Linked DNA regions of Mus musculus: regions 1, 2, 3, 5 and 6 are each linked to region 4. Evidence: chromatin contacts called from public HiCAR-type, HiChIP or PLAC-seq and promoter capture Hi-C data. All regions are on one chromosome and are shown on one strand. The core of a region is the stretch at or near the end of the contact, and the rest is flanking DNA. Distances in the headings are between cores, read along the strand shown. Region 1 overlaps Itpr2 (inositol 1,4,5-triphosphate receptor 2). Region 2 overlaps Itpr2 (inositol 1,4,5-triphosphate receptor 2). Region 3 overlaps Itpr2 (inositol 1,4,5-triphosphate receptor 2). Region 4 holds the start of Sspn (sarcospan). Region 5 overlaps Itpr2 (inositol 1,4,5-triphosphate receptor 2). Region 6 overlaps Itpr2 (inositol 1,4,5-triphosphate receptor 2).

What was found. Promoter capture Hi-C pulls out the DNA fragments that hold promoters and counts their contacts. HiCAR-type assays count read pairs that join an accessible place to other places. HiChIP or PLAC-seq counts read pairs in DNA pulled down with a chosen protein or histone mark.
Region 1: a promoter capture Hi-C map of the HPC-7 cell line shows a contact between it and region 4. The contact joins the enhancer-like site here to the promoter of Sspn in region 4. A contact is called at or near these places in 2 of 39 promoter capture datasets (the HPC-7 cell line and cranial neural crest), 1 of 15 datasets of contacts at CTCF or cohesin (the NIH/3T3 cell line), 1 of 115 datasets of contacts at active chromatin or transcription factors (bone marrow-derived macrophages) and 4 of 9 other capture datasets (adipose tissue, liver, macrophages and 1 more).
Region 2: a HiCAR-type map of astrocytes shows a contact between it and region 4, with 3 times the contacts expected there. The contact joins the enhancer-like site here to the promoter of Sspn in region 4. A contact is called at or near these places in 5 of 39 promoter capture datasets (the 3T3-L1 cell line, cranial neural crest, embryonic stem cells and 2 more), 2 of 115 datasets of contacts at active chromatin or transcription factors (astrocytes and bone marrow-derived macrophages) and 1 of 9 other capture datasets (liver).
Region 3: a FOXA1 HiChIP or PLAC-seq map of pancreatic cancer cells shows a contact between it and region 4. The contact joins the enhancer-like site here to the promoter of Sspn in region 4. A contact is called at or near these places in 4 of 39 promoter capture datasets (the HPC-7 cell line, HPC-7-derived erythroid cells, cranial neural crest and 2 more), 1 of 484 Hi-C or Micro-C datasets (bone marrow-derived macrophages), 3 of 115 datasets of contacts at active chromatin or transcription factors (embryonic basal ganglia, embryonic midbrain and pancreatic cancer cells) and 4 of 9 other capture datasets (adipose tissue, embryonic stem cells, liver and 1 more).
Region 5: a promoter capture Hi-C map of cranial neural crest shows a contact between it and region 4. The contact joins the enhancer-like site here to the promoter of Sspn in region 4. A contact is called at or near these places in 4 of 39 promoter capture datasets (cranial neural crest, embryonic stem cells, hippocampal neurons and 1 more), 1 of 484 Hi-C or Micro-C datasets (bone marrow-derived macrophages) and 2 of 9 other capture datasets (adipose tissue and liver).
Region 6: a contact with region 4 is called in a HiCAR-type map of astrocytes, with 2.9 times the contacts expected there. The contact joins the enhancer-like site here to the promoter of Sspn in region 4. A contact is called at or near these places in 5 of 39 promoter capture datasets (the 3T3-L1 cell line, the C10 cell line, the HPC-7 cell line and 3 more), 1 of 484 Hi-C or Micro-C datasets (bone marrow-derived macrophages), 2 of 115 datasets of contacts at active chromatin or transcription factors (astrocytes and embryonic stem cells) and 4 of 9 other capture datasets (adipose tissue, embryonic stem cells, macrophages and 1 more).

The regions. Positions count from the first base shown.
Region 1 is chr6:146,189,585-146,193,623 of GRCm38.p6, reverse strand. Itpr2 (inositol 1,4,5-triphosphate receptor 2) reads left to right here. Exons shown (of 57, transcript NM_019923.4): 47 at 2,976-3,168. Among named protein-coding and RNA genes, the nearest start is that of Gm35707, 5.8 kb to the left of the region's middle. Within about 2 kb of position 1,508, at least 9 of the 459 cell types and tissues checked have an H3K27ac peak or open chromatin away from gene starts, as enhancers often do. A contact at or near this core is called in the HPC-7 cell line, where this site is marked.
Region 2 is chr6:146,408,461-146,412,189 of GRCm38.p6, reverse strand. All of the region lies in intron 9 of Itpr2 (inositol 1,4,5-triphosphate receptor 2), which reads left to right. Among named protein-coding and RNA genes, the nearest start is that of Itpr2, 92 kb to the left of the region's middle. Within about 2 kb of position 1,894, at least 171 of the 459 cell types and tissues checked have an H3K27ac peak or open chromatin away from gene starts, as enhancers often do. A contact at or near this core is called in astrocytes, bone marrow-derived macrophages, hematopoietic stem and progenitor cells and 1 more, where this site is marked.
Region 3 is chr6:146,302,804-146,306,757 of GRCm38.p6, reverse strand. All of the region lies in intron 34 of Itpr2 (inositol 1,4,5-triphosphate receptor 2), which reads left to right. Among named protein-coding and RNA genes, the nearest start is that of Gm35596, 85 kb to the right of the region's middle. Within about 2 kb of position 1,902, at least 8 of the 459 cell types and tissues checked have an H3K27ac peak or open chromatin away from gene starts, as enhancers often do. A contact at or near this core is called in pancreatic cancer cells, where this site is marked.
Region 4 is chr6:145,932,393-145,936,257 of GRCm38.p6, reverse strand. It overlaps Sspn (sarcospan), which reads right to left and starts at 2,136. Exons shown (of 3, transcript NM_010656.3): 1 at 1,887-2,136. The coding sequence starts at 2,084.
Region 5 is chr6:146,380,782-146,384,844 of GRCm38.p6, reverse strand. Itpr2 (inositol 1,4,5-triphosphate receptor 2) reads left to right here. Exons shown (of 57, transcript NM_019923.4): 15 at 2,000-2,161. Among named protein-coding and RNA genes, the nearest start is that of Itpr2, 120 kb to the left of the region's middle. Within about 2 kb of position 1,329, at least 1 of the 459 cell types and tissues checked has an H3K27ac peak or open chromatin away from gene starts, as enhancers often do.
Region 6 is chr6:146,340,867-146,344,753 of GRCm38.p6, reverse strand. The region is part of intron 26 of Itpr2 (inositol 1,4,5-triphosphate receptor 2); the gene reads left to right. Among named protein-coding and RNA genes, the nearest start is that of Gm35596, 120 kb to the right of the region's middle. Within about 2 kb of position 1,568, at least 43 of the 459 cell types and tissues checked have an H3K27ac peak or open chromatin away from gene starts, as enhancers often do. A contact at or near this core is called in astrocytes, where this site is marked.

The DNA.
Region 1 (4,039 bases), core at 259-2,758, 260 kb before region 4:
TAAGGATGTGCCTGTGTTCCAGCCAGATCACACAGGTCTGAGTCTTCAGATGTGATCACTTGCAAGAGCAGCTATGTTTCTAGATTAAAATTCCTCTACAGAGGCTTCTTAAGATATGAATCTGTGACCTAACAGAGTTTTTGAAGACAGGCATAGTGGCACATAAGTGGCATAGCTCTTAGGAGACAGAGTCAGGCAGATCTCTGTAAGTTCCAGGACAGTCTGGTTTAGGAAGTTACAGGCCAGGTACATAGTGAGACCTTGCTTTGAAAAAAGCAAAAGAAAAGTTTATGAAAGTATAGGAAACATAGAAGCACTAATAAAAGTTTCATATTGGTATCATGCACTCAAAAGTTTGCTGTTTACACATTTATTGTCTGACAGCTGTCCTCTCCCTGCTCCATAAATGAGACATTATCTAATGTCCTATAGCAGATCAGGAGGTGTGCCAGGGGACTCATCAGGCTGTCACTTCTAGCTGGGGTATCATTGTGATGCTTTCTGGCAGAACTAATCAGGCAGAAGTGAGCAGAGTGGCAATGCCTGTCACTCCTGATTTACGGCCATAACTTCATTCATTCTGGTAGATGGTTTTTTAGTTTTCGGCAGAATGTGTCATGGGCACTTTTGCCTCTAATGGGTAATTTCTATGTCTTATTGTTTATTTCTACCAAATCTTTGAGCATTACTAAGCTTTATCACTTCATGTCAGAAGTAGACCCCTGCTCATATGTATAAACATCAACAGTGCCGCAGCTCAGTGTCAGATTTGCCTGGCTGAGTCAATTGCAGAAATGGGTATTATCAAGAACGGTAGCTTGTGGCGGTCAGTTTAGTAGCCCTGAGAAGTGGGGAGGTGCTTAGGCCAAATCACCATCCAAGAAGGAGGCCCCCAGGATCTGAATCTTATTTTCAGATTCTCTCATGCGCCTTGCTGCCTCTGAAGAAATCGTGTGTGGTTTTAAGCAACTGGTCATTGGAAAGATTCTCTGTATCTGTGAATCGCACTAGACCATTGCAATTGTCCACCATTCCCCGTGTTTGCTCCCCTCGGGGTGGTAGCTTAGTGTGTGTGTGTGTGTGTGTGTGTGTGTGTGTGTGTGGTCACATTCATGTGTAGCAAGAGGCCCAAGGTTGGTATTGAGACTCATCCTCCATCCTCTTCATTCTTCTGCCTTTCTCACTGAGGCAGGACCTCTCAGCTGAGCCGACAGCCTGGTAAGATGGCCAGTCTTGCTAACCAGCTTGCACTGACGAACCCCTGACTTTGCCTTCCAACACTGGGGTTACTGGAAGGCTGGCACACCCACCCAGCACTTGTGGGTTTGTGGGGCTCTGAACTCTGACCCTACCATTTATTTTGCATGGCATGAGCTTTAACCACTGAGACACCCCACCCCCCAGCCTTTGCCTCTAACATTTCAAGAGCCGCCATGCTTCTCAGTTTGCTCCTGTCTATATTGGGGATCCCGTTGGTTTTTTTACTTTTCAGTTCCCCAGGGCTCCTCAGCTAATAACTGAATAAGCATCTGTTGAATCACCTAGGGGAACGTTAACCATATTTGGCTTCCTTTTGGGTAAAGCATTTCCTCCTTTGGTTTCTCTGGTTTGTCATTGCCCTTTGTGAAACGTGACAACCAGAATTAAATATGTCATTTTATGCAAGGACTGAATATTTTCGCTTATCTAATCACAGCTTTATTTCTTTAGTAAGCCCTAAGAATCAAAAAAAAAAAAAAATTACTTGACACTGTTAGATCAAGCAAACCTTTTAAAATTCTTTTCATGTGGTTGCCTACTGTATCAAATATGCCTCAGTAATTTATGTAATTGATATTTTAATTATTTTTTTAAATTAGCACATAAAGGGGCTGCAGAGATGGCAGAGCAGGTTAAGAGATGGCAGAGCAGAGGAGTTTAAGAGCACTGGCTGTGGTTACAGATGCCTGTTTTCGGTTCCTAGCACCCAGCTATTACTCCCATTCCAGGATTAAAACCGAGTTAGAGAAGAGAGAGTTTATGTTGACTAAGGTTCCAGAAAGAGAGTCCAGAGGCAGGGAAGGCAAGGCGTGGAGCCTGGGGGCAGGGGCCATGTTTTATGTGTATGCAGGAGGGTAGGGGAGAGAGTAAGGCTATAAGCCCTCAAAGCCTCAGCATGGCTCTACTTCCTAAAGGTCCCACAACCTCCCCCAAACTGCGCCACTAACTGGAGACCAAATGTTCAAATACATAAGCCCATGGGGAACATTTCTCATTCAGAACAGCAGGCTGGAGGCAGAACACTTCAGTGATAAAAAACAAACAAACAAACAAACAAACAAAAACCTCTGTGTACAGAGAACTGAAGACACCCAGTGCTAAGGATTTCACTTGGTACCCAGAAGCCCCTGTCAGGAAGAACTGGGCACAGATTCTTAAGTTGGAGTTCAGGGTCACCCCACTGGCTCATTTTTCATGATTGGATACATAAACTATCACTCATAAGCTCATTGTCCTAGCTTCATGTCTTCTGCTGTGATTATAAAACACTCTTGCCAAAAGCACCCTGGGAAGGAAAGGACGTATTTGGCTTACAGCTCTATATATCGTAGTATGTCATTGGGAGACATTCAGGCAGGAACCTGAGCTAGGAGCAATGGAAGAACACGGTGGGTGTGCTGCCTCTGTGCTTAGTCAGCTTTCTTACATGTGCCAGGAGCATGGGCCACCGGGTGCTTCCAGATAGTTCCAAACCCTAAGTCACACTGAGGGCTCTAGTTAAAATCTCCATGAAAATGGGAAAGAGATTTGTAAGGAAGAAGAAGGCACCTGGAGCAGGAGATGGATAACTGGGGGTGGGGAGAAACCAAAACATATTATATGTGTGCATGAAATTGTCCAAGAACAAAATTTATTAATTAAGAAAAAGGAAGTTAAAAACTGAGTCTGAGACTGAGGTGTGCAAAAGTCTGAAACCGAACGCCGATCATTTCCAGATTGTGCGGCATGACCGGACTATGGAGCAGATTGTTTTCCCGGTCCCCAACATCTGTGAATTCCTCACTCGGGAATCCAAGTACCGAGTGTTCAACACAACGGAGAGGGATGAGCAAGGAAGCAAGGTGAACGACTTCTTCCAGCAAACGGAAGATCTCTACAACGAGATGAAATGGCAAAAGAAGATCAGAAGTGAGTGTGAGACATGGGGGGCGGGGAGGGGCAGGGTCACATGGCCAGAGACAGAGGGGCAGCGCCAGGGTCACTTAGCCCAATTTATCTAGATAATTAATTGGATTTCTTGTCAGTTTAATGTCCCTGAAATCATCTGTAGGCTGGAGTGAGCCCCTGTTGCTGCTGGAGCCAAACCTTCTGCAGCTTGGTGGACTTAGAAATTCCCAGTCAACCAGATGGCCCGCAGCTGCTGCAGAGCGTGTTTTTTTAAATGTGTTATTAGCTGCAAGGCTGCAGCTGAGCTGTTGCGCTGCCGGATGACTGCAGGTGTGAAGTCCTGTGTTGACCCCTAGACTTCAATAGTCAGCGCATGGGGTTGGGCGACGTCTGCCAGAGCCCTCTCACTCAGTGTCCTCTGTGTGTGTTTAGACAGGACCTCACAGCTCAGCCTGTCCTCAGATTCATTCTGTACCATAGATGACTCCACATCCCAAGTGCTTAGAGTTTTCGTGGGAGTCATTCTTTCTTCCTCCCTCCCTTTTTCCATCGAAATCTAGCAAGCCTGTAACCAGAGCCCAGTGATATTGTAGTCAAAACCATCACCATGTAGTTCTCTCCAATTGGAGCGCAGATCTCCCATGTGTTTGGAAACACACTGAGTTTCCGATACTTTTTAATTTTAAAGTTTTAAGTCATTTTAATGAGGCTGGGGAGATGGCCTAGAGGTAAAGCCACAGGGTAGCTCGTAGCCATCCAGGTGCCTCCAGGGCACCGAGTGCACAGAGGGTCCGCACGACATGTATGTGAGCAAAACGCTCGTGCACATAAAATAAAATAAGCCTACGTTTTAAAAGTCAAGGCTCTTGGAGTTAGGTCCTTTTTGTCTTTT
Region 2 (3,729 bases), core at 645-3,144, 480 kb before region 4:
TTGAACTGCTGTACTGATGCAGTCTGCCAGAGGTTCTGACAGTATCTGCAGATGTTTGATTGACACAGTTGTGAGAGGGACTGGACATCAAGAATGGCTAGCACAGAGGGCTACCTTCTCCTCCCTGACAGAATTATCTAGTCCAAAACACAGAGGCCAAGAAGCCTTGATCCTCACTAATCTGAAATTTCGAGGTCACTTACTGAATGCCTACTATGTGGAAGCGCTGACCTGGTTTGGTGCTGGGGGCACAGGTGTTAAGGTGTGGTTACTGTCCTCAGGTTCCTGCGGTCCCCATGGGAACCATGTAACACACCACTGAGCTGCGGGCTCTTACCGTTTGATGGCTTCCATCATGCATCAGTGCACATGCTAAAACCAGTAAATTTAAAGAAGGCAACTTTAAACTAAGAACAGAAAAGAGAAAGAAACCCTACAGTGTTATGATCACAGTTCCCAGGCACAACCCGTTAAACCAGCATTCAGCTATGAAGTTAAGTCATTCAGAAGAACACGATGAGCTTATGATTGTTGTAGAAACAGAGTCCAAGGCAAGCAGAGCACTTCCTGTGGGGCTTCAGCAAGCGATTGTGCACCGAGCATGCGCAGTGGGGCTTCTGCAAGCGCTTGTACACCGAGCATGCGCAGTGGGGCTTCAGCAAGCGATTGTACACCGAGCATGCACAGTTGTAAGCCACTGAAGACCAGGCTCTACATTATGGTGAATGTAGAAAGCATCAACGCTTAGGACAGCACTGGAGGATACACGTGGGTTTTATTCTGCAAGACCATGAGTAGCCGAGGTTAAAAGATGCCCTTCCTCAGCATGAGGAGACTCGCCACACAGTGTTAGAAGATGCAGATTAACTTTCCAGAAACATAGAGGGCCAGAAAACCAGGGTTGAAATGTAGAAATAAGCATTTAATTACAGGACGGGTAATTCAGACATTTGGACTTTATGTGATTGCAGACTTGTCACCTGTCTCTCTGTAATGTCACTTCCTTGGGACACATGAGTTAGTCAGTCAAGGTGAAGGTGGCAGATGCGGACTGTACAACTGTGCAGACGCTGTGACTTAGAGACCTTAAGTTCGGGACCGTGCCTGTGGGAGAGAAAACAACGTCATCTGAGGAACGGCTAACACAGCCTTGGAACCAATCCTGCCCCGTGGGAAGGGCAACACTCGGGCATCTCTGCTCCCCATTCACTGCTTCAGACATTTCCACACTGTGGAGCTCAGTCACTAAAGCAACAACTTGGTATTTCTTTCCAAAGCAAGACAAAGCAAAGAATGTAAAATAATTTTGTTAAAGATTTCACATGGCCTTTGGCTTGGCAAGCCAGGGTCTCATTTTGTTTGGACTCGAACTTGCTATTTTTCAGAGACTGGCTTTGAACTCCTGATACTCCTGCCTCACCTTCCAAGTGCGTGCCGCCACACCTGGCTGTCATATTTCCTTCTAGAGTAGCTTACTTGGGAGTTGGGGAGAGCTCAGTGAATAAGCTGCTTGCCTTGAAAGCACGGGGTTCTTGCCATTCGGGACTTACCTGAGAAGGGCCAGGCGTGGGGGCCTGTGCTTGTAATCCTACCATTGGGTAAATGGAGACAGGCTCTGTGGCCAGCCAGCCTAGCCCATCAGGAGGGCTCTAAGCCAGTGAAATACAGTGTCAATTAAAAAAAGAAGTGAGTGATGTACACCACACACACACACACACACACACACACACACACACCCCAGTGAAGAAAATGGGCTCGCTTATTTGTTTGTAACTAGGTCAAGCGTCCACTAGATGGCACTAAACCCCTACTTCCTAACTCCAATACTCCTAGGAACAGTTAATAAAAAAAACCACTAAAGTGCTGGAAGAGGACAGTCTTGGCGTCCCATGCTCTGAGAGTGAGGAGGCAGGAGGCCAGGATTGTCTGCAGCAGCAGCAGCTGTAAAGTTGAGTCTGAGGCCCACATAGAAGACACTTTCTAGAAAAAAAATAAATAAAAAGAAAAGAAACAAACACCAACTAAAACAAAACCCCAAAAGCAAAACAACAGCAGCTAGCTAGGGAAATGGCTCAGCTGGGAGATTGCTTAAGCAGATGACGGCTATCCCTGGGACCTGCAGTGTGGTTGGCGCTCCTCGCTCAGGTTGCCAAAGGGTCTGGTGCCCTCTTCTGGTCTCTACAAGTACTGCACCTGCATTCAGGAACCCACTTGTGCCCCCACCTTCACCCCCACCCCCAAAGGACTAGAAAGCAAGACTATGAGCGTGAATCATGGGCTTCTGTGATTTCAGTCTGTTTCCTTCTGTTGTGTGAGTGTAAGACTGCTGGCATCCTGCATCTGACTCGGTACAGTTAGCGAGACTCTTGTGGCGACCTGACTTTCTCTTCTGCACACTGCACTTTAATTGTGTGTTTTGATGAAGGCTACCTGTCGATATTGCCAGTAACCACTACATTCTCTCATCCACTCTCTCCACCTTGTGGACCCTGAATTTGATCTTGGCTATCTCACGGTCTTATAAATGCATGAAATATTCTTAGAACTCGGGTCATTTCCCCACAGTGACACCTCTCCTCCCCGGTTATAGGCATCACAACTTGGGAATCAAGATAAGCATATCTTTCCATGGCAGTTTCTACACTTAGATGCTGATGACTGTAAACATATAAGACTGATGTAAACATCATTCATTTAACAGCCTCTTTCGTGCGGCATGATCTTCCCTTTAGCTTAAAAGCCTCTGAGGTCCCGGGAAATCTTTCCTTCAGCATAAGAGCCTATCTGTGGAGTCGTTCTGTTTTGGCTCACACCTTTCTGTTTGCTGGAGGCAGGAGAGGAGATGTTGCAGTCTCTTGGGGTGTGGCTTGCATTCCTCAGACCTGTCACACATGGCTCTGTGTGACATTCCCGTCAGTAGCCCACATCTCATCTGTGAAGAATTAAGGATTAAGAACATTTCTCAGAAGGGGAATTGTGAAGTTAAATGAATGAACTCTCAAAAGCATTTTTAAAGAAACATCACACAAGAGGTTCTGCAAACTCAAATTAGTCCTACTTCTCTTACTTGTGGTGATCTCTCTCCCTTATCTCCTGATTAAAATTCAACCTGCCCTTTAATGGTTTCCTTGAACACCAGGAATAATTATTTTTTTTAATTTTATGCATATGAGTATACTGTACTGTATGTATGTCACTGTTTTCAGACACACCAGAAGAGGTCATCAGATCCCATTACAGATGGTTTGAGCCCCCATGTGGTTGCTGGGAACTGAACTCAGGACCTCTGGAAGAGCAGTCAATGTTCTTAACCACTAAGCCATCTCTCCAGCCTTCAGGAATAATTCTTATATAAATTAGCTCATCACAGATCACTCCATCCCTCCTGTGACCTATGTTATTTACAAATTATTCATTTCTTTCTCCTAGCTCTGGTCAAATTCTGCTTTGTAGTATAGCTGACCTTATTTATGTCTTATTTTCCTTCTGAGGTCACAGGGTTGGTGGCCAGGGATAGGAGTCTTGCCTAAAATAGCACAGGCCACAAAGTTTTCTCCTTAAAGATGCTCTGTTAGTGTTTATTACAAAAGTTCTCTCTCTCTCTCCACCATGCCTGACTTACAATTCAGTTTTTTTCTTTTTTTTTCTTTTTTTTCTTGTATTTTCTTCAATTACATTTCCAATGCTATCCCAAAAGCCCCCCCCCCCCCCACTCCTCTACCCACCCAT
Region 3 (3,954 bases), core at 653-3,152, 370 kb before region 4:
GTTATATTATCGCCCATATATATCATCTATATGCATATCATATCATTTCATATCACACACTCATCATATATCACATCATGCCTTATAATCATACCATATCTTCATATCATATCATAGATTCATATATTTCCATATTATCATATCATCACATCATGTCACACCATCATTGCATACCATATTACATCATGTGATATCAGTATATATCTTCATAGTTCATATTCAGTCATATAGTTCAATCATCTGTAAACCTATCTTCATATCATAAGATTTCTTCTATTTGAAATCTCTTGTTTCTCACTTCTTTACTGATTGCTTCTTGTTCAAAATGGAGACTCTGAAAGCAGGGACTTTGACTTTTTTGTCATCAGGGCCTGGAAATTTGTTTCTGATAAACAGGATAATAAATGTATTTGTTACTCTCTCGTCACTGAGATAAATATTTCTACAAAATGACTTAAGGAGGAAGCCCTCCCTGAATGTCTTTGGCTGATGTTTCACAGACACAGTCCACTGTGGTGGGAACAGTGTGGTGACATGTGTCTAGCTGTGACCACAGGAGCCCGAGGTGGTTGTTCCCTTGCACCCACAGACAGGAAGCAGGGAGCCATGAATGCTGGTGCTTAGCTCATTCGTTTTTATTCAGGTGGAGACCCCAGCTGTTGGGCCAGAGCCACCTTAGGCAGGGTGGTTCTTCCTTCCTTGGTCAAATGTCTCTGGAAACACCCTCATGGATACATCCAAGAGCACTGCTAGGTGTTTCTAAATCTTGCTAACAATGTGATGGTAACCATTGAATGGGTGCACATTGATTTATCATAGTCTGTGGACTCGGGAGACATTGCCTTGGCTAGTTTCAAAAGGCAATATGACAACAGATTTGTGTTTAAAGATCAAATTAACTTGTGTGTGATTCTAGGGTTAGGCACCTCACACCCCCCACTCCACACACAGTATAAAACAGAATAACTTCCTATGACCTAGTGAAGGTTGGGGTTTCACAGACAGAAAGGGGCTGAGGAGGGCAGAGGCGGGACACTGAGCTGGCCAGCTATTTGAAAGTTCCTTTCTGTATAACGGGAAAGCAGAGAGACATCCACAGCATGGCAGGGTTGGCTCCATCTCTCTTGGAAACTGGCCTGTTTCTGAACCCAGTCAATACATCCTTCTGATTAGGTCAGGTGTCCTGAGACATCAGGCAGTCTACAAGTGTGGCTTCCCATGAAGTTCAGCCATTGCGGGGACCCGTGTGAAACTTTACAGCTCAGATACACAATCATTTTGGCTTTGGCTTTCTTTAAAAATACACAGCAACACTGAGATTTGGCACAGCTCAGACATTTAAGAATATAATGTTTAAGGGAATAGAGAATAATATATATGTAAAACATGGCACAGCCTGGGCAGACATATAGTTATAAAGCCTTTTGATGCATTTGTGAAGTGGTAAACACATTTCTTATAAATGCAAATATCAAGTGTAGTTTGCATGTGTGAAACACCTGTTTCTAAAGTATTTTCAAAGTACCATTAGCTCAGCCTGTCTGTCATCCAAAATCTTCATCATGTATGCACTGGATACATACGTGGTAAGAAGACAGCAGACCTACTCACTCAGCCCTTCCCTCCCTGTGAGCAGTAAGCGCTTGCTGGGTGCTGAGGAAGGTTAAGGCGACAGGGATCTGTAGATGTGCCTGGTTAGACATTGTTCCTCAGTTCACCCATTCCTGTAAGCACATGGCAGAAGGCTTCCAGCCTGTGATATTTGCAGCTCGATGCAGGGAAACAAATGCACACACATCCCCGTGGTTCTGCATTCTTTTGTGTGACCATAACCAACCTCACTCTATTTTTAAACATCTAATGTTTGCAGTCATCTCTAACGTGAAGGAAGAAAGTAAACAGCTAGGAGTGGACCTTCTGAGTCATGACGAATGCTGTCCTGTGATGTTGTTAGCACACCAGCAACGCCAGAGAACGCCTTTCTCCTTAGCATTGTGTTTGGAGTTTGTTGATCTTAAAAATATTGCTAGAGTTTTAATGCACTTTTTCTCTGCCATGTGTGAGGAAAAGAACTTTTCCATATGATTGAGCCACCAGTATTTCCTTTGCTATGAAAGGTCATATCCGGTAATTTGAGTTCAACCGTTACATAGTAAGAAGTGAGCTCTTTGACTATTTGGTAGCTAGTTTTCTTACATTTTCTTTGAAATAATTTATTTTTTTAGCATAAGGAATACATATTCACATATTGCACATTATATTATATACTATATGTTATATAGAATGTGTTATAATGTAGGTAATAATAACAGGGCTTCTTAGTTTGTGTCGGTGTTTGCACACATTCCTGTGTGTGCAGTTGTGTTTAGGGCAACCCTTCTTTTAGAGAGGTTCTCCATGGGTCTGGGATCTTCCAAGTAGGTTAGTGAGTCCTGGGTTCTCCATCTGTGTCCCTAGTGCTGGGTTTCAAGTGCACGCTGTCACGCTTGGCTTGTTCTGGACTGTGGAGCTCGGCTACTCGCCCTATGAAGCATGCGTTTTACTAAGCCGTTAGCCCAAACTGATTTCTTTTTAAAGTTCAATTCCATTTTCAGAATAGCGTCTGTCGTTCTGCGGTGTTGTTCCATCCTCAGAGGATTTTCATAGTTTTGGTTTTTCCGTATCTTTCTGGTGTTACTGTTAAAAGCCTTGAGCTCTGTGGAAGTAAGTGTGGTGGCCCATGTCTGCAACCTCTGCACTCAGCAGACTGGGGCCATAAAGACTGTGAGTTCCTCCTGGTCACAGAGAGTGAGATAAAGAAAGGGGAAGAGATGGGAGGGAGAGGTGGAGGGAACAAGAGAATGGGAGGGTAGGGGAGTCTGACTTCGAGACATCTAGTATACACTTACTTACAGGTTGTGTGGCATGGACTCAGTGTTATCTTTCCAGATGACTAGTCAGGCCTTCCTCTCCTGTTCTTGGGTGACCGTAAGAAGCAGGTGCTTTGTTCAGGTAGAGGATTGCAGGAGCATCCATGTGGTAGAGTTGGAGTGTCACACAGGCAGCATGTATCCGTGCTTTCAATGTTCTTCCTATTTAAAATCTCTACTGGGTTGGGGAAATAGCTCAGTCAGTGGAGCACCCACAAGGGGACCTGAGCTCAATCTGTACAGCCATATGAAGAGCCTTGACATTGTGCCATGTGCCTCTAATTCCAGTCCTGTCAAGGCAGAGATAGGAGGATCCCTGGGGCTTACTGGCCCAATTCCAGGCTAGTGAGAGAGGTGGGGTCAGTAAATACAGGCAAAGTTGTCGTTTGGTCTCCATACAGGCATGTGCACACACATGCACCCTTGCACACACACACACACACACACACACATACACACACACAGAGGCACACACAGGCACACACACACACAAAGGCACACACACACACACATACAAACAGAGGCACACACAGCTACATACACACACACACACACACACACACACAGCTACACACACACAGTGAGTGCTCCACTGTCTGAGCTATTTCCCCAACCCAGTAGAGATTTTAAATAGGAAGAACATTGAAAACACAGAGGTGCACACAGCCACACAAACACACACAGCCACACATACACAAGAGGCACACACAGACACACACACACACACACACACACACACACACACACACAGGCACACATACACACAGAGGCACACACACACAGAGGCACACATAGCTACACACACACACAGCCACACACACATATACAGAGACACACACAGGCAGGCGCACACACACACACTCACACACACTCACTCACATGCACGCACACAGGCATGAATCCTGTGTGCGGATTTATTCTGAGGACTTTGCGCTGGAGAGCAGGTGCAGCTCCCGCCCACGTCTTCCTCCTCCAGCTCCAGCTGTTCTGGTTCTGATGGGCTGACACCCAAGCACATTTTCTAATTAATGCTCCTCTCCCTGCT
Region 4 (3,865 bases), core at 887-3,386:
GAAACCTAGAGACATTAAATAACTTGCCCACAGTTATTCAGCAAATAACATCTAAGCCAGGACTGAGCACCAGGTGCGGTGTTTACACACCTGCCTTCACCATCTGTCTCTCCCTCCCTGACAGCCTAGAAGGGTGTCTGGAGACCAACCACACTGTGGTCAGACAAGGACAGGGTCCCTGTGTCTGAGAGACAGTGACACCCTGCCCACAGCCCTCATCCTGCTGACAAGAGGCATGGCCCCACATGGCTTCTAGGAGACTCCCTGGGTGGGTTGGGACAGCCTCTGCCGGGTCTCTCTCAAAAGCCAAGTGGGGCCACAGGCTAGGGGTGCACTTCAACTTAACCCTAGCATAAAGAAGGAACAAGAGAAAGAGCTCTTCGTGCCACGCCCAGAAAGCCATCAGGAATTTCGCCAGAGCTTTTGACTCTTGAAGCTTTGGGATTTTTGTGCCATGCCGTAAACATTAGAACACAGTTTGTCCCCCTATCTAACTCATTTCTTTGGAACTGGCCTTTCTGAAGTGAAATAAAAGCTGGTTTTCAAAACCAGCCCTCATTCCTTGTTCCTTCCTTTTGCCTGGCCTTCAAGGACAGATATTTTCCCCGGAGTATGTTGACAGCCATCGAGGCGACCAAAATATCCAGTATGTCTAAATGAGAGGTTATTTTTAAAATCATTTGACTTAGAAAACTCCAATCACGATAATTTCAAGGGAATTCTCAGTACACAAATTAAACATTTTAAATTACTCTGCAAAGATTTGTGAGTTTGAATAATCTTAATTTAAAAATATCTGCACCTATGAATATGCATCAGGTGTCTTCAGGTTCTGTCCCATACAAAATTATGTTGGGTTGTGTGTGTGTGTGTGTGTGTGTGTGTGTGTGTGGTCAGCAACAGTAAGGATAGAGGGGAGCTGGAAGGCCAAGGGGCCATGTTCATTTCTCCTGACTCTGCCACGTTTACCTTCTGGGCTTGAGGACGTCAGGTATCTTAATGGGCTTCCCCGTGTCCAGAGTGGAATAACAATCCCCACCGTTGCATGGGTCAAACGAGACAGCCTGAGAATTTAGCATTGGCTTTAGATAATAAGGTAAGTATTAGCATAGCCAGAATTCGGCTACAGAGAAGCCAGTCCTGCCTTTGCTTTCCCAGCTCATGACCTTGGGCGGGGCCAGCCTGGTTTCTCTAACTTGAGGACTGTCCCATAAGATGTGAAGTTACAAACACAGGGGAGATCTCTGGCAGAGCCGGCATACAGTAGGTATTCCGTACGCCGTATCTATTTTACTTTCAAGAACTCACACACCAACAGAGTACTGTGCATCTGGCATTAGTACAACCCCAAATGAACTCCACTGGAGCCAGCAAAGCTTCAGCCCACCTTACACTGTGTGGATTAAGCCTGTGCTTGCAGTCGTCTCCAGCCCTGCCTTAGGAAAGTGATTCATGACTCTTACAAGGGAACTGTAGTTTAACAAAGCCAGTGTGGCAACTCCAACTTAAGGTTTTCCTACCCTGCTTTTCCCAGGATGAACTTCATTCAGTGCTACTTATGCAGACGCACGTGGGGCCTGGGGAATGAGACAAGGACCAAGCCACACAGGGTGGGCCTGCAGTTATCTTTGAGGCTATGCGAGATGTCCACGGGGCCTCCCCTGTAGACTGAGTCAGAGCCCTGGGAGGAGCAAGAAGCCTCAGGCAGGCGAAAGCCAGAATCCTGCTCCCAGCCTTCCTCTGGGGAGCCCAAGTGTGCCCAAAGTCAATCTCCAAGCAGTTAGGGGTGCAGCCAGGGTGGGGGCGCATGCAGCTGGGTTAGTCTCCACTCCACCATGCGGCTCGCATGCCCGCTGGTGCTTAGGCCGAACAGACTTGATGCTTACAATGATCCCAGCCCAGAACGGAGTATCTCTGACTAGCAGGGAGGGGCTGATGCTCGCCATGAGGAAGCCCAGCACGGTCACCGCGATGCCCAACGCCAGCTGCAGCAGTGCCAGCAGCAGCGGGAAGCGGCAGCCACAGCAGGTCCGCGCCTCCTCCTCAGGCAGCTCCTGAGCCCTGGGGCTCGGCTTGCGCCCCATGTTCCCTCGGTGGTGCCTGCGCCTGGGCCTTGCTGCTGGGCCTGCCCAGTCTGCTGAGACTGGGCTGAGCAAAAGTGGAAAACACTGGCAGGAGGGGGACCCGAGGGGGGTCGCCAACTGCCAACGCACAGGGACCTGGCGCCCAGGGCCTGTGTGATGGGAATGCCAGCCTGCTTTACTTTTTTGTTTCCAGGAAGTACAAGACAAGGTGATGAATGCTTAAACCGCTTGTGTTTAATTAATAGATCACTGAATCCAAAATGGGCTCGGCTGCACTAAATAAAAGCTGTGGAGTCATTGACAAAAGTTAAATTGAGCTTTTTTTTTTTTTTTTTTTTTTAATGTAATCCAACCGACAAGGAAGAAAGGGAGGGAGAAAGAGAGGGAGCACTGGAGGAAAGGAGGGAGGGTGAGAGAAAGGAGCAAGGAGGGAGGGAGGGGGGAGGGAGGAAGGAAGAAGGAAGGAAGGAAAGAGAAAAACAAACAAAAAACCAGAAAAGAAAAATAAAAAACTTCTTTTCTTATTGAGGTACTCGCATTCAAAATAATTGTTCCTGGCCAGTGAGGTGACTGAGCTGGGAAAACCTGCTGACCTCATTTTGATTTCCAGGATCCACAGTGGAAGCTATCTATGACTCCTCAGAGATGAACCCTTGACCTCCACACGTGTGACTCTCAGACCATACACATGGCTGCACACAATAATAATTAATTAAAACTCAACAATGAAATAACTGTTTGTAGAGAGGCTGGGCTAATCATGACACCTCGCATGCTTGTTTGTCTTTAAAAGCCCTTTGTTCTCATTTATATCTTGCGACTGTCCCATGCAGCCCAGGCTGGGTTCAGACTTGCCGTGTATCCACAGAAGACCTTGACTTTTTAATCCTCCTGTCTCCACCTCCCAAGTGCTGGGATCACAAGTGTGCACCACCCTGTGTTTAAATAATAGTGTCTATGAGGCTCCCAGTGAGTCTTCACACTTGCTAAATGTCCAGGGGGTGTTGGCATGCTGGATAGAGATGGACAGTTGCACCCAGGCAACCTTTAAGGGCTACTTTTAGCACTTGCAATGTGCTAGGACAGGCAGCTATAGATCTGGTGCTCTCCAGGAGGCTCAGAAGAGATGGGTAAACCTGGTTATTTCCCGAAAGATGGTGAACTATGCCTGGGCAGGGCGAAGCCAGAGGAAACTCTGGTGGAGGTCCGTAGCGGTCCTGACGTGCAAATCGGTCGTCCGACCTGGGTATAGGGGCGAAAGACTAATCGAACCATCTAGTAGCTGGTTCCCTCCGAAGTTTCCCTCAGGATAGCTGGCGCTCTCGCTCTTTTCCCGACGTACGCAGTTTTATCCGGTAAAGCGAATGATTAGAGGTCTTGGGGCCGAAACGATCTCAACCTATTCTCAAACTTTAAATGGGTAAGGTTTTGTATACCTTCGTGCAGTACCATTTAGGACAAAGTACAGTGTGCAGCTACTAAGAAATAGTCCCAGTGGGGAGTGGTGGCTCACGCCTTTAATCCCAGCACTCGAGAGGCAGAGGCAGGCGGATTTCTGAGTTTGAGGCCAGTCTGGTTTACAAAGTGAGTTCCAGGATAGCCAGGGCTACACAGAGAAACCCTGTCTTGAAAAACCAAAAAAAAAAAAAAAAAAGTCCCAGTTCCATGGGGAGTTTAGACTTTCTTCTATGGTTATTTTAACATTTGGAAACTTTATTCAAAAGGAAATTATGTAGCCAAGATGTTAAGGGAGATAATAAAGGATGCCCAATCTTAGGTTG
Region 5 (4,063 bases), core at 80-2,579, 450 kb before region 4:
TATATAAATATAATAAATAACGATTAAAATAATTAGCTTTTGTATCAACTACATATGGCCTCAAGGAAAAGCCTTAAAGACATACCTATCATAGCACTAATTAATTAACAGTAATTGGCATTCCATGCTGAGTTGGGAAAGGAAACCTGAAGACATAGTGTGGCTGAGATCCACAGAATGTCTGAAAACAGTGTTTTCATGAAATAAGGTAAAGGTCTCAGGTCTCAGGGACAAAGTCTTTCTGACAGCAGTAAATTGTTTCCAGAAAGCATTTGATTTCAGGGACTTTTAGGACCTTGAGTGAGTTATGAGCACATTAACTGCTGTGCCCAACTTTTTATTTCATAATATAAATACAGAATAATCCAAGGTCTAGGGAACATAAAATTCTTCTTTTCAAAAATAATATTATTTTTTGAGAACTTCATACATAAATACTGACTGCATTTATCTTACATCTGCCTCACCCTCTCCCCTTCCAAGTTCTCTCTCCTCCAAATTCATGATTTCCCCTATCATTATTATAGGTATATATATATATGTATATATATATGTATGTATATATATATATGTATGTATGTGTATATATATATATATATATATATATATATATATATATATATATATATGTATACACACACACACACACACACACACACACACACACACACAACCTACTGAGTTCACTTAGTGTTCCTCATTTGTGTCCGGTGTTGACCACTTGGTATTGGACAACCTGTGTGGGACCTGGTCCCTGGAGCAGGCACCATATCACCTCTAGCTCTTCTCTTGAGGGTGGGGTCATGTGGAATTTCCCTTATTCAAGTTTGCATGTCAACTGGACCTGTCCTTACACTGATCTTGCTCAGGCAACTGTGTTGTTTAGAGTTCATAGGTCACACATGAAAGGCACAGTCTCACAGCAGACTCTCAAGAGTCTTCTGGCCTTACAATCTTTCCACCTCCTCTTCTGTGACTTTCTGTGTCTTAGGTATAGGGGATGTGTGTAGTTGTATTAATCAGACATGGGCACCCCAGGGCCAAGCAGTCACTGTATTTTGACCAGTTGTGGATCCCTGAAATAATCTACACCTATTGCAAAAAGAAATTTGAGAACATAAAAGTCTCCTGGAAACATACGGTCATATTTCATGAACTCCAAGGGACAGTTCCTTTCCACGTTGAATTCTTGTCTCGAGGCTCATGGCCTTGATCACATGATCCTTCTCAGAGAACGCTCTCAGCCTGCTGGCTTCTCTCCGCAGTCAGGGCTACCTCCTCATACTTCTTTCCCATGCTCCCTGACCTAGCAAGAATTTGGCTCCCTGTGAGAGATGGGGTGTGTGGGTGTGGGGACATCTCCAGAATCTCTCTTGTGGCTTCTTGTTAATGCATTCATTCCTGTGGCCATTTATCTGCATACTGTGAGGGGGTGAAGGGGCTCAGAGAGAATTTCATGTATTTAGAATCACGGTTGCATATGTATTTGGAGTTATTTCCTTTTGCCTATAACAAGGCGAGAGTGACATTTGGAAACCATTACCTGATGTAAATTTCAGGTTAAAAAAATTGTACATGTCCTTTATATTGTTTTAATTTGGGGAAGTTACCAAAAAAAAATAACAGAATACTAAAAACATATAGAAAACATATTTTAATTGATCTGAATATTTCTGTGTAGGTTCATACAAATACCTAAGTATTTACCATCTTAATAAAATACAATTTCTAAATAAAATCCATTATGATATTGATGTAGTGGATTTGTCCTTGACTTTGCAAGCAGCGGGGTTTGGTTTGTTTGTGTTCATCACCCAGGACGAGCAACCACTAATGTCCTCCCCCACTAAGCAGGAAGCGGGCAGCCTTTGCATTAGTTCCAGTCACACATTTCTACGGTGTTTTAAAGTCTGTGTTATCTGTAAAAAAATGCAAATATGGTGCAAAGCATGCGCGTGTGTCCATCAAAACAGGAGGATTTTTTTTTTTATTCCTCTAGGTGTTTGGGATCCTTAAAGCACCTTTCAAGGAGAAGGCTGGAGAAGGTTCGATGCTGAGGCTGGAGGACCTGGGCGACCAGCGCTACGCCCCGTACAAGTATGTGCTGCGTCTCTGCTACCGTGTGCTGCGGCATTCGCAGCAGGACTACAGGAAGAACCAGGTGGGTCTGGAGCCTCAGCATTGGCTTTGGTGGCTGTTAAAGTGCACACTGGAGGAGGAAGAAACTGGACTTTGCAAGGATGGGTTGTATGTGGCAGCTCATAGAACCACCTATAAGAACTGTGGAGTTAAACAGGTGTTCTTTCTTAGGACTTAGACTCGATGGTGGGATGTGCATATCTATCTTCTGGGTATGGCATGGTGTTGCGTTCATGAACACATAGCAGATGTGGCTACCCGCATAAGGCTTGCACACACAAAAAGATAGGACTAACTGGGGGGAAGAAGTGGGATCTTTCAGGAGTGAGAGTCATAAAGAGAGGGTAATGGAGGGCAGATATGGCCACAGTATACTGTATATGTGTGTGGATATGACCATAGTATACTGTATATGTGTGTGGAGCAGTCAGGGCATGGTGCCACACACCTTTAATCTCAGTACTTGGGAGGCAGAGGCAGGCAGATTTCTGAGTTCGAGGCCAGCATGGTCTACAAAGTGAGTTCCTGGACAGCCAGGACTACACAGAGAAACCCTGTCTCAAAAACAAAACAAAACAAAACAAAACAAAAACAAAGACAAAAAAACCAAGACTGCTTCACATTCAGCAAGAAGCAGCGTGAAGACGGTCTTCTCTCTCAGCTTGAACTGGGTGGAATCACGGAGGAGACTCATCTCCCAGCAGGTCTGCCGGGGTGTTTCTAGGTCTTACCTGAAGATGGAAGACCCTGAGTGTGGGCAGCTCTGCCCCATGTGGTGGGCCCAGAACTAAATGAAAAGAGAAGTCCAGCTGAGCATTGGCCCCCATTTCTACCTTGCCTACTGTTGTGAGTGGTAATGTTAATATGTGTGTTTTCTGATGAACTTAGGCAATGCCTGTGAAAGAGTCACTAGACCCCCAAACGGCCCGTGACCCACAGGTCGAGAAGAGATGGTCCAGGGTAACTACTCTAAGCAGCTTTCTGATGGTTTATAGAACAAGGGTTTAAAATGTAGGCAGAAAGCTTTGTATTTTATCTTTTTTCCCTTTATATTCTAATAAAGAGTTCGTGTGTGATTTAGTGCTAACCCAGGCCTTTAATGTTGTGTCTGGGTTTATTATTATTTAGAGAACTCAAGAGTACCTCTAATTTCATTTAATTATTTATCAACATCTTGGAAGTGTGACTCTGGTGGTAAAAGTATGTAAATCAATATGTAGCTTTAAAGCCATACACTGCAGAAGAGTTTTACTTTAGTTAATTGGCTGCCCAACTCTGAAAGGCCACAAAAGGCTGCCTAGATTATAATTAGATTTCTGTAACCAAGATCACGTTCAGGGAATAGATATGTTCCGGTATATTTTGCCCAAGGCAAAAAACTACTTTCTAATCAGCAAATTATCTCATCATGGAAACAGAGTTGCATTTCCAAGGAGAAACCCCCAGAAATGGAGAGCCTTTGTCACTAAGGAGGGTATACTCCTTGCTCTAAGGTTATATGGATGTGTGGCTGGCACACAGGAGTGACGACAAGTGATCGTGGTTTGGGACTTAGTGGAGTGAGTATGAGGGACAAGGAGCAGGGCTGGAGAGATGGCTCAATGGTTAGGGCACTGGCTGCTTCAGGTCCTAGCACCCACATGAGGGTTTACAACCACCTCTAACTCCAATTCCAGGACATCTGACACCCTCTTCTGGCATCTGTGGGTACTGCATGCGTGTGGTACAGAGATATACATGCAGATACACACACACACACACACACACACACACACACACACACACCATTAGAAAAAGAATAAGGAGCAAATGTAAACAATGCATTACTGAAACTCTCAGTGACATTCTCTCTCTCACACTGCTAAAATAACATTTTGGCCCACAACTCACAAGGTCTCTCTGTCTCTCTCTCTCTGCCTCTCTC
Region 6 (3,887 bases), core at 319-2,818, 410 kb before region 4:
ACCAATGTTATAATGGCTGTTTCTGAAATGCCTGCCTTGTGTCCCACTTAGGGGTTTGAATCCAGGAATGTAAAGGGTGTGTGGAGGCTTACCTGGGGCGGCCTTGGAAGTACTCTCAACGTTTCAGGTTGTAGAACGGGGGGCACAGAAGGTGCTAACTAAATATTAATTATTGAACCGTCGAGGGGTTGCAAGGTAGCGCTGAGATGGTAGAGTTCTCTGACAGGTCTCAGGATGACGGCTACTTGTAATTCTTCACTCTATCTCCTAGGAAATTTCCTGTAATGTTTACAAGTGTTAGTGGAATGTAGACTTTCTGATCCATAAAACTTTGTTTTATAATGAGCTAGGGCCATGGAGTGGAGACATAAATTCTTCTCTAACTCATTTCTAAAGACAAAAAAAAAATGTTGGCATTTATTCAGTGCTCTGCATGTCCATGGCATGAAAGTCAGATGTTTTTATACGTGGATTCTCCTTTTAAATGCCAAACAGACTTTGGGGATGGCAATAGGGCTACCTTTTAACCAATAAACGAGAGCTTGGAAATCCAAGGGCTCCCCCAGGCTGCAAACTCTGGGACTCAGCCAACAGTTGGATGATAAGATCCAGGCTCCTTAAGATTGCACTTTCTGACACAAAAATAAGTCACTATGCTTTTACAAATTGTAATACCCTTTCCTTCTGAAAAAAAGAAATCACATTTTATGTGTGCCCTAGGAAATATACTGTTGCTTCTCATGCAATCTTGGCTTATGTGAGGAGAGGTCTTTGGCTGGGCCGGTGAGACGGCTCAGCAGGTACAGGAACCTCATGCCAGGCCTGCTGATCTGAGCTCAACGCAGGCGTCCAACGGCCCTCGGCATAGTTCACTGTGCTACAGAAAGACAAGATGTCTCACAATAACTCAGATGAGATGTACCAGGAAGGCTGTAAATCCCTGGCCTTCACTCACTGAGGCATGATGGGAAAGGGAGGGCTCTTCTGCTGCAGAGTGGTGAGTGCTTGCTATTCTGCAGGAAGCATCTCAGGTGCTTTGCCCGTGAGAAAGAAGAGGGGCGTGAGGAGTAATTGCAGACATTCTCAAGGCAAAACCGTACAGCTTGCGGTGTAAAAAAAAATCAGTTTTCCAATCTGAAATGGGGGGAGCTGGCATTTATTCACCGAGTTCCAGATGTATTGGTTCAAGGAATGGAAATCGTTGTAGGTAGGTTGCTTAGGGTGTGGCTTGATACGAAAGAGTTAAATATTCAGAAAACCTAGAATTGGGAGAGGTTGCCCTGGATTGTTGGCTTTGGGGTCAAATGATCATAGCTCTGTAGGGAGACTCCATTCATGCATGAGGAGGCTGCTTTCTCAACGCGTCTGTGGCTTTGTCCGCCTCTGCTGACCCACTTTTTGAAGGCCTGGGATGCGACAGTGAATATGACGCTCTTAAGAGACATTCCTGTCTGCTGGAATTTCCTTTTTGGCTCCCTGAAGTTCCAGGGAGCTGCCTGCTAGCTTCCTCCTGGCACCTTGGCTGCCTTGAGCTCAATGCACTGGGCTGGCTCAGGCTGAATTGGATTTAGAATTCTTCACTGCAGGGGAGCTGGCAGCTGCAGACAAAGCTAAGGGGATGTGAAAGGGAGGCTAGGCCTGAGTTAACAACCAACACAGAGAAGACGATGCAGAGGCAATCAGTAGTGGGGGGTAGGGTGGCATAAGGGGTTGGAATCAGACACCACAGGATCTACTGCTTAGCATGTGTGTAGCTTGCTTTGACTTTCTAAGATTTGTGTTTACCACCCGGAAAATGGGCACACAGTGCACTGTAAGGGGTCATTGAGCAAACCTCTGATGGAGTGTGTTAGCATGCGGGTTTCTTGTCACTTTGACACAAGCTTGGGTCATTTGGGAATAGGGAGCCTCAACTGAAAAGATACCTTCATCAGATCGGTTTGTAGGAAAGTCTGTAGAGACATCCCTTGATCAGAGACTAATGTCGGGGTTGGCTAGCTCACTGTGGGCAGTGCTGCCTCTGGGCAGGTCCTGTGTTCTCTGAAAAAAGCAAGCTAAGGCATGAAAGAGGGTCAGTCAGCAGCGTTCCTCCATGGCTCTGGCTTCACTTCCTGTCTCTAAGCTCCTGTCTTTAGTTTCTGCCTTGGCCTCCTTTCATGATGGACTGTGACATATAAGATTAAAGGAATCCTTTCCTCCCCAAGTTACTTTTAGTCATGACATTTGTCACAGGAACAGAAAGTAAAGTGAGACAGTCAGTTAGCATGGCTTCAGTGTGCATTCAACAACTGACGAAGCGAGCAAGAAGCTAAGATTAGATACTAGGAAATCAAGCAACGAGACTCCAACTTTATTTTATTATTTCTTTTAAGATTTGGTTTAATTTATGTGTATGGGTGCTTGTGGAGTCCAGAAGAGGGCGTTGGAGCCCCCACAGCTGGGGTCACAGGCAGTTGTGAGCTACCCAATGTGGGCGCTGGGAACTGAACTCAGATCCTAAGAGCAACAAATGCTCTTAACTGTTGAGCCAAACCTCCAGCCCCTCACTTGCTTTGGTTTTGTCATCATGGACCAGTGGGCTTACTTCTGAGCTGCTCCATCTCCTGCTCGTATCCTAGCAACAGCATTCCAGTGTCATTATCTGTGCACAGCACCACCTAGAATGAACAGGTGTTTCTGAGTCTCCTGCTTAGAGATGAGGGAAGCTATCCTAGGAGTTCTTGCTAGTGCCTGTCCAAAGCCTGGACACATTTTACCACTAAGCCAGTGTACTAAGCTAGCCCACTGTCTTTGTATTTGTTTCCTACTTGACACAAGCTAGAGTCATCTGGCAAGAAGGAACCCTGACTGAGGGACTGCCCCATCGGGCTGGCCTATGGACATGTCTATGGGAAACCGTCTTGATTGTTCATTGATGTAGGGGACATAGCCCAGTGTGGGTGACAGGATTCCTGGGCAGGTGGTCCTGGGCTATAAAAGGAAGCCAGCTCAGGATGTGCCTGTGAAAGGAGCCAGCAGGCAGCATTCTTCCACGGTTCCCTCCATGATGCCCTGTGGCCTGGATTGTGGCCTGCATAAACCCATTACCACTTACGCTGCATGTGGTCAGAACATTTTATCATAGCAGTAAGGATCAAATTTGAACAGTGTGTATCTTAAGAAATAGAACCCTACAGTTGTGAAAGCCTTGTGGTCTTTCTGTACCCCGAATAAAATCCCACAAGTTTGTTAACTTCCTAGCTTAATAGTTCTCTCCTATGTGTAGTATGTATTAATAAAACACAAGAAATACAGGGGAAATACCTCCCCCAGGCTCTTCTGGGTCTGCTGTCTCCCATCCTTGTTGAATATGGCAATAATTAATTCACCAGAGCTCTAATCTGCATTGGTGCATTGTCAGACATGGCGTTTTAGTGAGCTGGTCATGGACTGATATTTTAAGAACTTTGCTATTAAAAGCAGCATTACTGTGGCAGCTTGGGCAGCTTCTTCCTCTTGAGCCCATTCAAGAGGTGCTTCAGGGATGCACTTAGGAGCCAAGCATCCCATGTGCTGTGTCCTGGCTCACACCAGTCATTTTCTGCAGATCAAGTCTTTTCTTCCAACAGTGTGTGAGAGTTGCCAAACCTCCCGTCCCGGTTACTGTTGGCATGCATGACAACCGTGACCGTTGTTATTTTGATTCCATTAGGTGTTTCAGAAGGTCAATTAATTAATTAATTGGTTAATTACTTTTATTTTTTTTGTTAAAGCTAAGTTCTGTTTGGGAAGGGAATGAGGTTCTGTTTGCTCAGGTGTACCAGATAATGAGGATGGGCTGTAGAGATGGCTCGGCCGTTAACATCTTTGCCGCACAGGAGTTTGGATGCCAGGACTTTGGATGTTTA